Linked DNA regions of Macaca mulatta: region 1 is linked to region 2. The links are chromatin contacts, called in public Hi-C maps. All regions are on one chromosome and are shown on one strand. The core of a region is the stretch at or near the end of the contact, and the rest is flanking DNA. Distances in the headings are between cores, read along the strand shown. Region 1 holds the start of NPAT (nuclear protein, coactivator of histone transcription). Region 2 holds the start of ACAT1 (acetyl-CoA acetyltransferase 1).

The links. A called contact is a pair of places that touch in the nucleus more often than the background predicts.
Region 1: a contact with region 2 is called in a Hi-C map of fetal cortical plate, with 2.0 times the contacts expected there. The contact joins the promoter of NPAT here to the promoter of ACAT1 in region 2. A contact is called at or near these places in 2 of 14 Hi-C or Micro-C datasets (fetal cortical plate and liver).

Annotation. Positions count from the first base shown.
Region 1 is chr14:109,070,213-109,077,604 of T2T-MMU8v2.0, forward strand. NPAT (nuclear protein, coactivator of histone transcription) reads right to left here and starts at 4,021. Exons shown (of 18, transcript XM_015115607.3): 1 at 3,883-4,021. The coding sequence starts at 3,919. It overlaps ATM (ATM serine/threonine kinase), which reads left to right and starts at 4,343. Exons shown (of 63, transcript XM_015115608.3): 1 at 4,343-4,551.
Region 2 is chr14:108,970,510-108,978,300 of T2T-MMU8v2.0, forward strand. It overlaps ACAT1 (acetyl-CoA acetyltransferase 1), which reads left to right and starts at 4,755. Exons shown (of 12, transcript NM_001265693.1): 1 at 4,755-4,834. The coding sequence starts at 4,763.

The sequences.
Region 1 (7,392 bases), core at 2,771-5,270, 99 kb after region 2:
CAACTTACTTGGAGATAGAAGATATATACACAAATAACTGTGATGCAAAGCAAAAATGGTAAGAAAATAGAGCTGATTTACTTCATGAGAAGGGAGGGGCTGGAGAAACCACTACTAAGCTTGGAAATTATGTGACGTTTGAAGGTGCAGATGAGTTCTGAAGGATGGCTGGGAATCCCAAAGAAGCTGACAGAAAGCATATATGCAAGCATATTTGGGGAACATGTCCAGTTTGGATGCAGCACAAAGTTTATGAAGGGGAAGAGTTGGAGATACAACAGAAAAGACAAAACGGGTAAGGATCATGAAAAGTTTTAGACAGCAAGGAGTACATATATTATTCAATAAACAAAGGGGAGTGTCATAATTACAGCCATACTTTTGCAAATGTTTTATTAAATATCTATGTTTTGGTGATATAAAGGTGAATAGAACCAGCAGCTCTTGACCTGTTAGGGGTGTGTCAGTTCTGGTCCTGTTTGACTTCAAATATGTTCTTGACTCTTCTGTTGCTCTCGACTCTATGACATAAAGCTTGACTCTATATAGGCAATGTTCCCCAAGCTCTTCTGTCAGCCTGCTACTGACTGGGCTCAGTAAATAGGAAGCACTGGTGGGAGGCTGGAGGGCAGGAGGAAGCAGCCACATTTTCCCCCCATTCCCTTTCTGCCTCAGTAGTCTCCTCTATGACTACCATCCCCTCATCAGGCAAGTCTTCCATGTTCCACACAGTCAACTCAGCCTCTTATCATTAGCATAGTGGCTTCCTACTGTCACTAACCACTGAGATGTCTTAGTTATAAGCTGCTGGGCGTCTTAGTTTTTCTCTCACCAGTGTAACCAATTCTCTCATTAAATCTTTCCATGTTAAATACTCAGAGTGGTTTCTATTTTTTTTAATGCATACTGTCTCATACAGAAGGTAACAAATCTATTTAAGAAAACCTTTACAGATGATAATTTTGGGGACTCCCAGAACTCCTGAAGCTTGTCCATTCATCCATGACTAAGACTACTAATAAAACAAAAAAGCAAGTTTCAAATTGGGAAGATGAAAAAGTTCCAGAAACTGATGGTAGTGATGGTTGCAGAACAATATCAATACAGTTAACACTACTGATCTGTACACTAAAAACAAAAACAACAACAACAACAAACTCATTGTTTTGGGCTTTAAGAACTATACATTTTAAAATGGTGAATTTTGTTATGTATATTTTATCAAAAAAAGTAAACACACAGCTACAATAAGACATGATAAGGTTGCAACAGAAGTACAATGCTGTGGCAACATTTAAGAAAGTACTAACTGTACTTGCTGAATGAAGTTTCAGAGATCAGGTGTGACCTGAACCTTGAATGCAAATGTACTGGGAAGACAAAGAGAAGTAGAATACATATAAGAATATCCAAAGAAACTTCAATTTGTTTGGCACGTCTGTAGCATAAAGTAGATGTTAAGAAGTTGAGATCAAGCTGGAGAGGTAAGTAGGATCAGTTCCACAGATCACCTTGAATAAACGGATAAAAACTGAACTGATGGCCCAGAGGCAATAAACAACACTTTGATGTATTCTGGCCCATACATTTTGTAAAATCCCAACAAGGCAACAAGGGCTACTTAAGTGGAGTAGTGAGATGCAAAAGTCAGAGTGCAGTATCCTGAAGGATAAAAAGTAGGTGAAGAACAGCAACTAACGGAATTCTTTGTTCTTTGAATACATTTGACTTGTGAAAGCGTGACACAGAACATCAGACAGAACGTCCTGTTTGTGTCTAATGTCTACTGGGGTCTAGAAAAGTGTTTTTTTTGTGTGTGTGTAACAGTAAAAAAACCATAATTATCTCAACACTAAGGGGAGAAAACTTACTTCTCTATGTTCAGCAATTGGCAGTGTTTGGAACACATTAAGCACCCAAAGACTTGCTGGAAAAAACATTATGAAGGGGCCAATAACAAGAAGAGCTGAAGATGGGGAGGGGGTACTGATAGAAGAATCATGAGTAAATAATAAACCTGATATGAGAAAGATATACACGATATATATATATTTAAGATGTATAACGATAAATAACAAAAGTAAGAGCATTAGGCATGGGGAGGCTTTTTTTTTGTATTGTATACTCCTGCACATTTGAAATTTTTAGTAAGAACAGAATTATATCAACTTTCAGAATAAAAGGTATAGTGCGAACGCTTCAGGTAGATTTGTGACAGCAGTAAATAAAATGAATTGCAAGGACAACTATCTAGGAAGCCATGACAGAAGTCCAAACGAGAAGTAATGGCAGGCACATTGCGGGACTGGTGGCAGTGAAAATGGAATGTGAATGACAAAGATTTTTAAGGTAAGAAAACCATGGCTGGCGTTTTTTGTCCATTAAATGAAAAGCAGGAAGTCAGCAGAGTAGCCGGTTTGTGGAGAAAGAATACTCACAAATTGATGCGAATTATTTCAATTAGAAAATGATACTGCTTTCTTAGGACTTTCTTAACTAGGGATGATTCTGCCCTCCAGGGGACATACTAGCAACACCTACAGACATTTTCCCTAATCACAACTGGGTAAGGGCAGGGTGGGGAATGGGTGTCCTACTGTAATCTAGTGAATAGAAGCCAGGAATGCTGCTTTTTAATCCTACAATGTTTGAGCACAGGATAGCTCCCCACAATAAAGAATTATTAGGCCCAAAATGTTAACAGTACTGAGGCTGAGAAATCATGTCTAAGACTACAGTTACCGAAACTCAACTAGATTACCAAACTGCCAAAACTCAGAATTCTTAAGCAAAAGATTAACCAGATATTAACAAAACAGTTTAAACTTGTCATTAGTTTCTTCAAAAATGGATGGTGGAACCATTTCCGTTTAACGTTTCCTGCAAAATGAGCTTATCAAGAGCCCTGCGCAAATAACATTTTTGTGGACAGCGCTGGGCATTTAAAAGAGGCACAAGACAAATGGGTTTTCCGAACAATAAAATAATGGTAGTAATGGCTGCGAATACTACGGGAGGTTTCATCACAGATGCTTGCCATTTACTTTTAAGGACGTCGCATACGACGTCTGTAAATCACTGGCTCGGGTTTTGAGCTTTACGTGACTCTCGTCCCCTGTAGTACAATCCTTTTTATTCTTTCAAGGGACAAACAACAAAACCCGTCTCTCACTCAGACAATACACCCTGACAGACAAGTGACCCACAAACCACCCCTCCTCAAATGAAGGTAAAACTAGGGCTAGAAAACATTCAACTAATTTAAGGCAATTAACCCTCTGAAATTTTTTGCTGATCAAAGGTACAGGAATTGCTGTTTTAAAATATGCAAGTGGCATTTCACACCTCTACACTGGACGACGTATTGCGTGGAGGATGGAGAAGGAAGATCACCCTTACTCCCAAATTCGTAGTTATAAGGGCGGGTAATTAAAAGGGCGCCAGGAAGGTCTCCCTACAAAGATGGGGGGCCGGGGAAGTCCCTCTTTGCCCTATTTTGGTCCCAGCAATGAACCACGGAAAGTGCGCCCAAGGTTAAAGCACACGCAACCCGTCCGTCATGCAGACATACGCTCTTTCAGGGGTCCTAATTAACTGTGGAGGCCTGACTTTCCCTCCGAATCCGGCTCCAGGTGTTGCACCTCGAGCTTCCCCTCGGCCTTCCCCTCGCCACGCAGCCTCTGAAGAGAGAAGCATCTACATACAAAGAAGCTTAAACTGCCTAGAACCTCAGAGTGACGAAGAATCACCGCCAGTCTCAACTCGTAAGCTGGGAGGCAAAACCCTAAAGCTTCCCCAACCCAGGGAAAACCTTTGGCCTCAAAGGTCCTTGTGTCCGGCATAGCCGGGTCCAATAACCCTCCTTCCCGAGCCCGCGCTTACCCAATACAAGCCGGGCTACGTCCGAGGGTAACAACATGATCAAAACCGCAGCAGGAACCACAATAAGGAACAAGACTCAGGTTAAAGCAAACACAGCGACAGCTCCTGCGCCGCATCTCCCGGTTCCAGTGGCGGTACTGAACCCGCGGCAATTTGTCCCGCCTCTTTCGCTTTACGCCAGCCAATCGCTTCTGCCAGAGAAAGAAAGGCGCCGAAATGAAACCCGCCTCCGTTCGCCTTTGGAACTGTCGTCACTTCCGTCCTCAAACTTGGAGGGGCGGGGATGAGGAGGGTGAGGACGGCGGGTGAGAACCCCGGATCCCGAGCCGAAGGGCGAGCCGCAAACGCTAGGTCGCTGGCCATTGGTGGACGAGGCGCAGGCGCATTTGCTCCGACGGGCCGGATGTTTTGGGGGAGTGTTTTGAGCGCGGAGACCGCGTGATGCTTGGCGCGCATGGGCACACCGTGCTCTGCCGCTGCTCGGCCCTGCTTCTTCTTCCAGAGGTGGGCGCTGTGCAGTCACGCAGGGTTTGAACCGGAAGCGGGAGTAGGTACCTGCGTGGCTAACGGAGAAAAGAAGCCGTCGCCGCGGGAGGAGGCGAGAAGAGCCAGGATCTGCGCTGCAGCCATCGCCGTGGTTGATACCACTTTGACCTTCCGAATACAACGGTAGGGGCGCAGAGGCAACGCAGAGGCTCCTGCGTTGGAAAATTCAGTCGCATGCGATCCAGTTTGTCCTTTCCCTAGACCCCCAATCTCATGCACCCCTCCAGAGCGGCCCTTGACTCCTCTCCTCACTCCATCTTTCCCTTGACTCCTTTCCTCACTCCATCTTTCCCGGCCTCTCTTCGGGTTCCTAGCGGACTTGGCCAATAACCTCATCCTTTTAAATGCCCTGAATTGAACCCTCCCTCTTGCTCATCCTCTTTTCGTGTCACCTTAGGGTTCAGATTTAACTACGCGACTTGACCAGTCATCTTTTGATCTCTCTTTCGTATTTAGTACTTTTAGTCAGCGAGCATTGATTGATATTTTAACTGCAGCCTCGCGGTTAAGAGCTTGGGCTCTGGAAGCATACGGCTGGAGTTGGAATTCTGACTGTCACTCGTGTGACCTCGCTCTACTGTCTTGTGAAGATAAGTGAGATAATCTTGACCTGCGGTGAGCACTCGTGAGCGTTAGCTACTGTTGTTACCAGGTACAGATAAGTAGAAAGACAACTACAATAGATGATAATGTATGTGATAGGGGAGTACTCTGATGGTAGAGGAGTGACTTTGGTTCTCTGCAAACTCAGCCTGAGACTATCAATTCAGTTTGTGGTGAGACCTCGCAGCGTTACCTTGGCAGATGGTAGAAGCCTTCCAGATGGAAGGAAAAATGCGTGTAAAGGCACAAAGTGTAGAAGGACCCTGAAGCTCCAGAGTGAGGTCTAGTATTGAATGAAATATATTTTGTGGGTTTTCAACTGCTGAAGTCGTAGGAATGGATGAGACCAAGAAAACAAAACTGTTCTTTGAGGTATGAGCGGAAGAAGAGCTATCAGGAGACTTTCGAAACAGTCATAAAGGAAGAGAATATGATCATCGCTAACATTTGCTGTGTTTCAGGCACTGTAAGCATGTATATGGGTCCTTACAGGAACTCATAGAGGTAGGTACTAGTATTGTTTTTCCTTTTCTCATTGAGAAACTGAGGTTTGAAGAGATTAGTGAACTTGCTCTAGATTATACGGTTTGTAAGTGGCTGAACCAGTATTTGAACTAATACAATCTGACTACAGAGGCCACACTCCTTAGCACTAGAAAAGAATGACATGCCAAGGGCAGAGTTATTTCTAGGAAGATGGGATATAAGCGTCATTGACAAGTTCTGCAAAGGGGTCAACTTGGTTGAGATCTAAAAAGGAACACTGAATTCGTCAATTCAGAGGCTCGTAGGAGGTGGGAAATCTGTATCTTTTCATTTGAACCTTGAGTGGAACCTAGATATTCTGGATTAATGTATAAATGAAGTTCATCTTTATGTGGTGACATTCATACTCTAGTTGATTACCTAATAGTTCCTCTGCCTTCTTTCAGTTCCGCCAACATACTGTGTGCTTTTACATTGTAGAACCCTTTGGCTGTGCTAGTTTCCTTCCCTGAAGTGTTGGTCCTCTAGCCCTTTTTTGGTTTGGCACCAGTTAGTTCAGATCTTGGCTTTATTATAAACTCCTCTGAGATATGTTCCCTGACAATTTATCTAAAATGATCCTCTCTACAGTTATTTTCTATCACTGTATTTTTGTTTCCTCAGAGGCATACATCACAATTTGGAATTATGCATTGATTTATCAGTTTACTTGTTTACTGACACTCTGCTGCCCAGATACGACTCCATGAGGGTAGGATTTGTATCTGTTTAGTTCATTATTTGTCTAGCTATACTTAGTAAATATTGTTTGCATCTATCAGTGAATGAACATCTTCTGTTTATGTAGATAATACTGAACTGTTTTGTTTTCTTCAAAGTAATCATTAAGAAACTGAAGGTAAGAAAAACAAGTTCAAAGAAGTCACACCATGGGGAAAAAAAAAGTCAAGTTTAGGGCTGCCTCTTCCGGGAAGTGTCAAATCTTTAGTATATTTAGGAATAAAGGTGCTAGCCCTTATGGTTCTTTGGATACTGCTAAGGTATTTTCGTTGGTTACGTTACCAGCTTCATTTTCCTTATTGACTTCAAGAGGGCTTTAAACTGAAATTGAAGAAGTAAGAAAATTCCTAGATAAAACCATAAGGAATAGAAAATCAAAAATGATAATACTTGTCCACAGGAAGTATATAATCAAATGAAAAGGACTCAAATAACAATCTGTAATCTATAGCAGAGTAAAGTGGAGGTTGTCATAGTGTTGGGGGATGGGGAGGTCAGAAGAACCACCAGTGAATACAAAAGGAGAAGAGAATCAGAGCCGTCTGCTAATAAAATGGGTAGTCAGCTCTTTTTTTTTTTTTTTTTTTGAGACAGAGTTTTTCTCTGTTGCCCAGGCTGAGTGCAATTGTGTGATCTCAGCTAACTGCAACTTCTGCCTCTTGGGTTCAAGTGAGTCTCCTGCCTCAGTCTCCCCAATGGCTAGGATTACAGGCATGTGCTACCACACCTGGCTAATTTTTGTATTTTTCGTAGAGACGGAGTTTCACCATGTTGGCCAGGCTGGCTGATCTTGAACTTCTGACTTCGTGAAATGCTCACCTCAGCCTCCCAGAATGCTGGGATTACAGGCATGAGCCACTGCGCCAGGCCCGGGTAGTCAGCTCTTACTGAGAATATTCAAAGACAGGGCATTCATTTTGTAGGAGACATTCTTTCCTTTATAGGAAAATTGGACCTGTTCTCTTAGTTCCTCCCAATTTTGAGATTTTGTGAGATTGAATCGGGACAGAAAAACATACTTGATCTTGAAAGATTAAGTAGAATTTAGATGTATGGATAGGAGAAGGACTTTACCTTTTTACATCTTGAGTTGTA
Region 2 (7,791 bases), core at 3,505-6,004:
CAAGGCTCTGTCTCGCTTTTTTTTTTTTTTTCTTTTTTTCTTTTTTTGAGACAGAGTTTTGTTCTGTTGCTCAGGCTGGAGTGCAGTGGCACGATCTCAACTCAGGTTGCAGTGAGTTGAACCCACCTCCTGGGTTCAAGCAATTCTCCTGCTTCAGCCTCCTGAGTAGCTGGGATTACAGGAGCCCACCACCACACCCGCTAATGTTTTTGTATTTTTACTAGAGACAGGGTTTCACCATGTTGGCCAGGCTGATCTCGAACTCCTGACCTCAGGTGATCTGCCCTCCTTGGCCTCCCAAAGTTCTGGGATTGTAGGCATGAACCACCGCACCTGGCCAGAGACCGTCTCTTAAACAAACATCTTTTGGGAGGATACTGTTTAACCTAGTACAATGTGTTATTCCAGTAGGCTAAGTTTGACAGAAGTTGTTTATTGCAGAAGAACTTACTTGGAAGTGAATATCAAACATCTTTGTATTATAAATATAATACCCACAAGTTTTTCCTTAAATGTTTTTATTTTTCCACTTGTTTCCTGCTGTGAAAATATTGTTCTAATATTCCTAAAACTAACTTCTGCTTCTAGAAAGCCACTCTGGGTCTTATGGACATTTCAGAGAGAAAGAGGGCTTTATTTTATCAAGACTTAATATACTTTGTAAGACGTAAGTTTCCACTTACAAGTTTGCCACTAGATGGAGGTATTGACTAGAGCTCCTTGACAAATGTAATAAACAGCATCCCAGATAAACTACTTTTTAAGTAGCTCTTCATCAATATATCTGTCCAGATGCTGTATTACCTGCTATGACAGGGATGATAATCCAAAGCCACAAATTCAGATATGCAAAAAATGTTTTTAAATTATTTGGCCGGATGTGGTGGCTCACACCTATAATCCCAGCACTTTGGGAAGCTGAGGAGGGAGGATTGCTTGGGCCCAGGAGTTGGAGACCAGCCTGGGCAACATAGTGAGACCCTGTGTCTACCAAAATACTACTACTACTACTACTACTACCAATAATAATAATAACAAATTTTAAAATACAAATAAAATAAAAATAATTCTCTCTTAATTGTACTTAATTTTCATTTCAACACTCCATTTCTATTTCACAGAAGAAATGTTAATCTAGTCACTTGCTTTTTTTTTCTTTTTCTTTTCTTTTTTTTTTTTTTTGAGGCGGAGTCTCTCTCTGTCGCCCAGGCTGGAGTGCAGTGGCGGGATCTCGGCTCACTGCAAGCTCCGCCTCCCGGGTTCTCCCGCCTCAGCCTCCCAAGTAGCTGGGACTACACGTGCCCACCACCGCGCCCGGCTAATTTTTTGTATTTTTAGTGGAGATGGGGTTTCACCGTGTTAGCCAGGATGGTCTCAATCTCCTGACCTCGTGATCCGCCTGCCTCGGCCTCCCGAAGTGCTGGGATTACAGGTGTGAGCCACTGCGCCCGGTCGAGTCCTAGATTCTTTTTTTTTTTTTTTTTTTTTTTTTTGAGACGGAGTCTCGCTGTGTCTCCCAGGCTGGAGTGCAGTGGCGTGATCTCGGCTCACTGCAAGCTCCGCCTCCCGGGTTCACGCCATTCTCCCGCCTCAGCCTCCCAAGTAGCTGAGACTACAGGCGCCCGCCACCACGCCCGGCTAGTTTTTTGTATTTTTAGTAGAGACGGGGTTTCACCATGTTAGCCAGGATAGTCTCGATCTCCTGACCTCGTGATCCACCCGCCTCGGCCTCCCAAAGTGCTGGGATTACAGGCTTGAGCCACCGCGCCCGGTCGAGTCCTAGATTCTTAAGTGAAATTATTAGCTACATTTTGCCTGGTGCTCATATTGGTGATAAAGCTACTCTTGTTTTTTTTGAAGTTCAGTTTTAAAGAGCAGCTTGCCTGCTGTAGCTCCAGAAGTGAATGTACTGTTCTTCTCCCCTCAATGCTCCTAAATCTCTCTGAACTTCTCTAGAAGCTGTCCTGATGAACATGGTGGCAATATTTCCTGGTAGTGCCTCTGATGGCAGAATTGTCCAATTAGAGCTGACTTCTATGTTCCTAGTTAGGTTTCTCCTAGGGCAGGTCTCTCCTAAGATACAACTAGTGTAGTGAGTGCCTAGAAGCTTAGCCCTAGCAACCAGACTGCCTAGATTCCAATTGCAACTGTGTCACTAACTACAAGCTTTGTGCCCTTGGACAAACTTCTGGAAAATGTGGATAATGCTACTTCCTAATTCAGTGGATTTTTGTGAGGATTAAATTAATTAAACTGTGAATGAACTGGTTCATATTAAGAACTATATACATAGCTATATAACCAGTCTTTATTTTTTCTTCTTCTTCTTTTTTTGAGACACAGTCTCATTCTGTTGTCCAGGCTGGAGTGCAGTGGCGTGATCTCAGTTCACTGCAATCTCCACCTCCCAGGTTCAAGCAATTATCCTGCCTCAGCCTCCTGAGTAGCTGGGATCACAGGTGCCCACCACCATGCCCAGCTAATTTGTGTATTTTTAGTAGAGATGGGGTTTTGCTGTGTTGGCCAGGCTGGTTTTGAACTCCTGACTTCAAATTATCCACTCACCTGGGCCTCCCAAAGTGCTGTGATTACAGGTGTGAGCCACCACGCCCAGCCTAACCAGTCATTTTTTACAGTGTGATGCCCCACTCATGAGCTTGGCCTCTCACAACTGGTTATCTCTATGAGGCCAGACCTTTAGTTTTCTGATTCATTTCTTTAAAAATTCAGCTTTTTCAGTTAGAAATATTATCGGTTTCACACACACACACACACACGCAGCTTAAACACTGACATACAATGTAATGACTTCCTTTCAATAATTCTCAAAGCAGCCCAGTATGAAAAATATTTGGCCTTTGGTAGAAGGGGAAGGTGTCAGTGTGACATTCCAAGGAAGGAGGTAGGCCTTGGTGAGCTGTTGAATAGAGAGGTTCGTGTCGGTGCAGGAATCACAGAGGACTTTAAGGGACAAACCTGGAGTGACGGGGAAATTAAAGACAGGGTGCTATATTTATAGCTATATTAAAAAATTACTCCAGCCAGGCATGGTGGCTGACGCCTGTAATCCCAGTACTTTGAGAGGCTGAGGGGGGCGGATTTCCTGAGCTCAGGAGTTTGAGACCAGCCTCTGGGCAACATGGTGAAATCCCGTCTCGACTAAAATACAAAAGATTAGCCAGGCGTGGCAGCGTGCACCTGTAATCCCAGCTACTTGGGAGACTGAGGCTGGAGAATTGCTGGAACTCAGGAGGCAGAGGTTGCAATGAGCCAAGATCACGCCACTGCACTGCAGCCTGGGTGACAAGAGCGAGACATTGTCTCAAAAAAAAAAAAAAAAAAAAAAAAAAAAAATTACCCCCGAACAGACCTGTTAAGGCGGCTTATGCCTATAATCTCTGTGCTTTGGGAGGCCAACGCCAGAAGATGTCTTAAGGTCAGGAGTTTGAGACCAGCCTGGGCAACAAGACCCCTTCTCCACATAAAATACAAATAAAAAAAATTAGCATTGTGGAACCTGCCTGTAGTCCTAGCTACTTGGGAAGCAGAGACAGGAGGATCCCCTAGCTACAGGAGGCAGAGACAAGGAGGATCCCCTGAGACCAGGAGTTTGAGGCTGCACTGAGCTATGATTGCACCACTGTACTCCAGCCTGGGTGACAGAGTGAGACCCTATCTTAAAAAAAAAAAAAAAAAAATTACTCCAAAACATAATGGCTTAAAATAACAACCATTTGTTTTCCCTCATTTCTGTGGATCATGAATTCAGACAACATGGTGGGGATGGCTTGTCTCTGCTCCATGATGTCTGGGGTCTCAGCTGGAGCGGTTGAAGGTTGGGGACTGGAATCACCTGAAGCCTTTTACCCATATTTGTATCTGGACTGAGCCTGGAATTTGATTGCTTCAAAATATTTTCACAGCTGGATGGGATGGCTCACGGCTGTAATCCCAGCACTTTGAGAGGCCGAGGCTGGTCGATTGCTTGAACCCAGAAGTTAGCAACCAGCCTAGGCAACATAGGGAGACTTAGTCTTTACAAAAAAATACAAAAATTACCCGGGCGTGGTCGCCTGCGCCTGTAATCCCCGCACTTTGGGAGGCCGAGGAGGAAGGCTCACTTGAGTCCAGGAGTTCAAGACCAGTCTGGCCAACATGGTGAAACGCCGTCTCCACAAAAAATACAAAAATTATCCGGTTGTGGAGGCTTGCGCCTGTAGTCCCAGCTACTTGGGTGGCTGGGGAGGGAGGATCGCTTGAGCCCTGGAGGTCGAGATTGCAGTGAGCTGTGATCGCGTCAGTGCACTCCAGCCTGGGTGACAGAGTGAGATCCTGTCTCAAAAAAAAAAAAAAAAAAAAAAAATCCTAAAATATTTTCATGAGTTTGTGCTGAGTAGGCCTAAGGGAAACATGCTCAGTGAATCGAAAAATCTCGGATTACACATAAACTACCGGCCCCGGCGGGTTAGAAGTGGTAGACACGGGATTCAGCAGCGTGTCAGGTATTCGTTGACCCCGGTGCCAGCGTCTCCATCCACGTCATTCACTTGTCAACCTTTCCTCGCCCAGGCTGCGGGGTCCCAGCGCCACGCTCCGCCCCACCCTTGGCTGCCGGCCAATCGCTGCCGACTGTGACGGTCCAGGGTTACTATTGGAGGAGGCGGGATGGGCGGTGCCCGCTCCGGGTCGCTGTGGGTGCGGGGTTGGGGAGGACGCCGAGGTGTTCTCTGCCTGTGCAGCAGCCCCTCGGCGTTCTGCAATCATGGCTGTGCTGGCGGCACTTCTGCGCGGCGGCGCCCGCAGCCGCAGCCCCCTGCTCCGGAGGCTGGTGCAGGTGAGCGGGGTTCGTCCCCACAGCGCTCAGACCTGGGAAGCGAGGAGTCCCCCGCCTCGAAAGCTTCCAGCCCGCGGCCGTTGCAGCTCCGGCGGCCCGGGCGCGCGGCGTAGGCCCCAGGACAGGCAGGCGACTGGGTCTTGTCCAAAAACCGCCGAAGTGCTCCCATAACACCCAGGGACTCGCGTATTTTTACAGCACTTTTCTACTTCCGAGGTCTCGGCGTAATCATCTTAATGAGCGTTACTGGTGTGTTTAACCAGTACGTGTTAAACACCAGGGCAGGTGTCTGGTGTCAAACACGAGGGCACGCGTCTGGGCGGACAGGACGGCCGGGATTGGCGCTGGCCCGGCCTGAGCGGTGGGATCGGGGAGAGCCTCTTTGCAGGCCTGTGCAGCTGCTCCCGAGATTTTCTTTAAAAGATGTTCGTGTGCTTTATTGTCAGGAGAGGTTCCTTTTCTTTTTTAATACAATAGATAATCATTGGGCGTACAAGGGGAGAGGGCACCATGTGATCATAACAGACGTTTTTTGGAGCAGCCTAAAATTTATCAGGGAAAGCTAATGACTACTCAGATAATACAATAAATTAGCCGGGCGCGGTGGCTCAAGCCTGTAATCCCAGCACTTTGGGAGGCCGAGACGGGCGGATCACGAGGTCAGGAGATCGAGACCATCCTGGCTAACACGGTGAAACCCCGTCTCTACTAAAAAATACAAAAAAACTAGCCGGGCGAGGTGGCGGGCGCCTGTAGTCCCAGCTACTCGGGAGGCTGAGGCAGGAGAATGGCGTGAACCCGGGAGGCGGAGCTTGCAGTGAGCTGAGATCCGGCCACTGCACTCCAGCCTGGGCGACAGAGCGAGACTCCGTCTCAAAAAAAAAAAAAACAAAACAAAACAATAAATTATACTGGATATATATCAAATATATATATATATACTTGATATATATCAAGCAAGCTCACATACTGAGGGTGTTCCAAGGGATGTCTCTCTTCTTATTATTGTGTTTAGAGAACACAACAGGGGCGGAGTCTCAAAGAATTTATTCTCCACATGCGTAAGCAAGGGAGTACGCACCGCAGATTGTCAGGCAAAGCCTCAGGAATAGGTAGAGACCTTCAGGGTGTGGTTAGTGAAACTTGAGTTTTCCAGGTCGATTGGGGCAATAAGCTTGGGGATCCAGTTATGTTGTGAGTGTATGGATTTGACCCTAGTTAAGTAGGGATTATTGATGTGTTTGTTTTTGTTGCAGTGGGAGATGACTCTAGTTCTTATGTCTGGGCGTAGAGTAACATCACTTGCACAAGGGTGCTGGCGGTAGGAGCTGTGCAAGAGATTGTGAAGAACCAGTGTAGGACTTTACAATTATGGAGTGAGGGTGCGAAGCCAAGGGAAAAGAAAGTCTAAAACTGATCCTGGGTGACTGAGATAATAGAAAAGTCAAAATGCGTAGGTTTCCAAGGAAGAATAGTTTTTAGCCATTTGTTAGTCTCATGGGATGAGTGGAGAAATCACAAGAATGTAATTAGGTTATCTTGGGTTTCAGTCAGTATTGACTAAGTGAGGTAGGTGAACTAGGTACTCTAGAGATGTAAAAAAAAAAAAGTTCAGAACCTTCTTAATTTATGGTTTAATTAAGATCTTACAATCAGGCTGGTTGAGGTGGCTTATGCCAGTAATCCCAGCACTTTGGGAGGCTGAGGTGGGTAGATCATTTGAAGTCAGGAGTTCAAGACCAGCTTGACCAACATGGTGAAACCCGACCTCTATTAAAAATACAAAAAAAAAAAAAAAAAAAAAAAAAAGCCAGGCGTGGTGGTGGGTGCCTGTAATCCCAGCTACTTGGGAGGCTGAGGCAGGAGAATCGCTTGAACCCGGGAGGGGAAGGTTGCAGTGAGCTGAGATCGTGCCACTGCACTCCAGCCTGGGCAACAGAGTGAGACTCCATCTTAAAAAAAAATCTTAAAATGAAACACAAATACTCGTACAATCAAAAACAAATACTCCTCATGAAAAAAATGCCTGTACATGCTCTCATGTATGATATGTGACATTCATGTTACTGAACTCTAGGAAGCAGTTGTATTGGATACTTGAATTAAATGGTCATTTATTGAATCAATAAACAGGATTTTCAGTTTTCTGTGCTATTTTGTAGAATAGAATTTGACCTCTCATTACATTGGCTCTTTTCCCTTTGCTTATCAGGTCTCTTTTATGTTCAACAAATCTTTATGGACTTTATTGGAGCGTGTTGCCTTTCTAGCTTGAATCACTTTTCTCTCTCTAGTCAAAGGAGTGGTCTTTACTCATTACCTCCCATTTATTCTGCATCCATTTCTCCTTAACTCTCTGCAGTTAAATTTCTGTGCCACTCAAGCTGAAAATTACCAGTGATTTCCTTTTTCTGTGGTTTTAAATTATTTTTTAAAATCTATGTTTATTTTAGTTTTTGTAGACACAGAGTCTGGTTCTGTTGCGCACGCTGGTCTTGGACTTCTGGCCTCCCAAACTGGTGTGAGCCATTGTGCTCGGCCCATGTTTTTTCTTCTTGACCTTTATCCTATATTTGACACTATTGACCACTCCCTCCTTGAAACTCCTGTTTTGTGTTTTGATCCAGTTTTCAGCTTCTTTTAATACTCAGACTTAAAAAAAATTTCCTATCTTGTGCCAGTCTTGGGCCTATTTGCTCCCAGATTCATTTCTCTCCCCTCCCCTATTCTGTCTGCATGACTGTAGGCTGACCAATGTCAGCTGGCTTCTGGCTGGGTGTAGCCAGTGTGAGGCACCGGTGTGAGGCACCGGTGGAAGATTGGAAGATAGGAGGAAGGGAGAAGGCAGAATAATTTCTCTGTCTGTCTGTCTGTCTGTCTCTGGCAGTGTCTGTCTCTCTTGTGGTTCCTGCTTCTGCTGGGTTCCTGACCCCTTGGCTTTGGTAACCTTGCTTCTT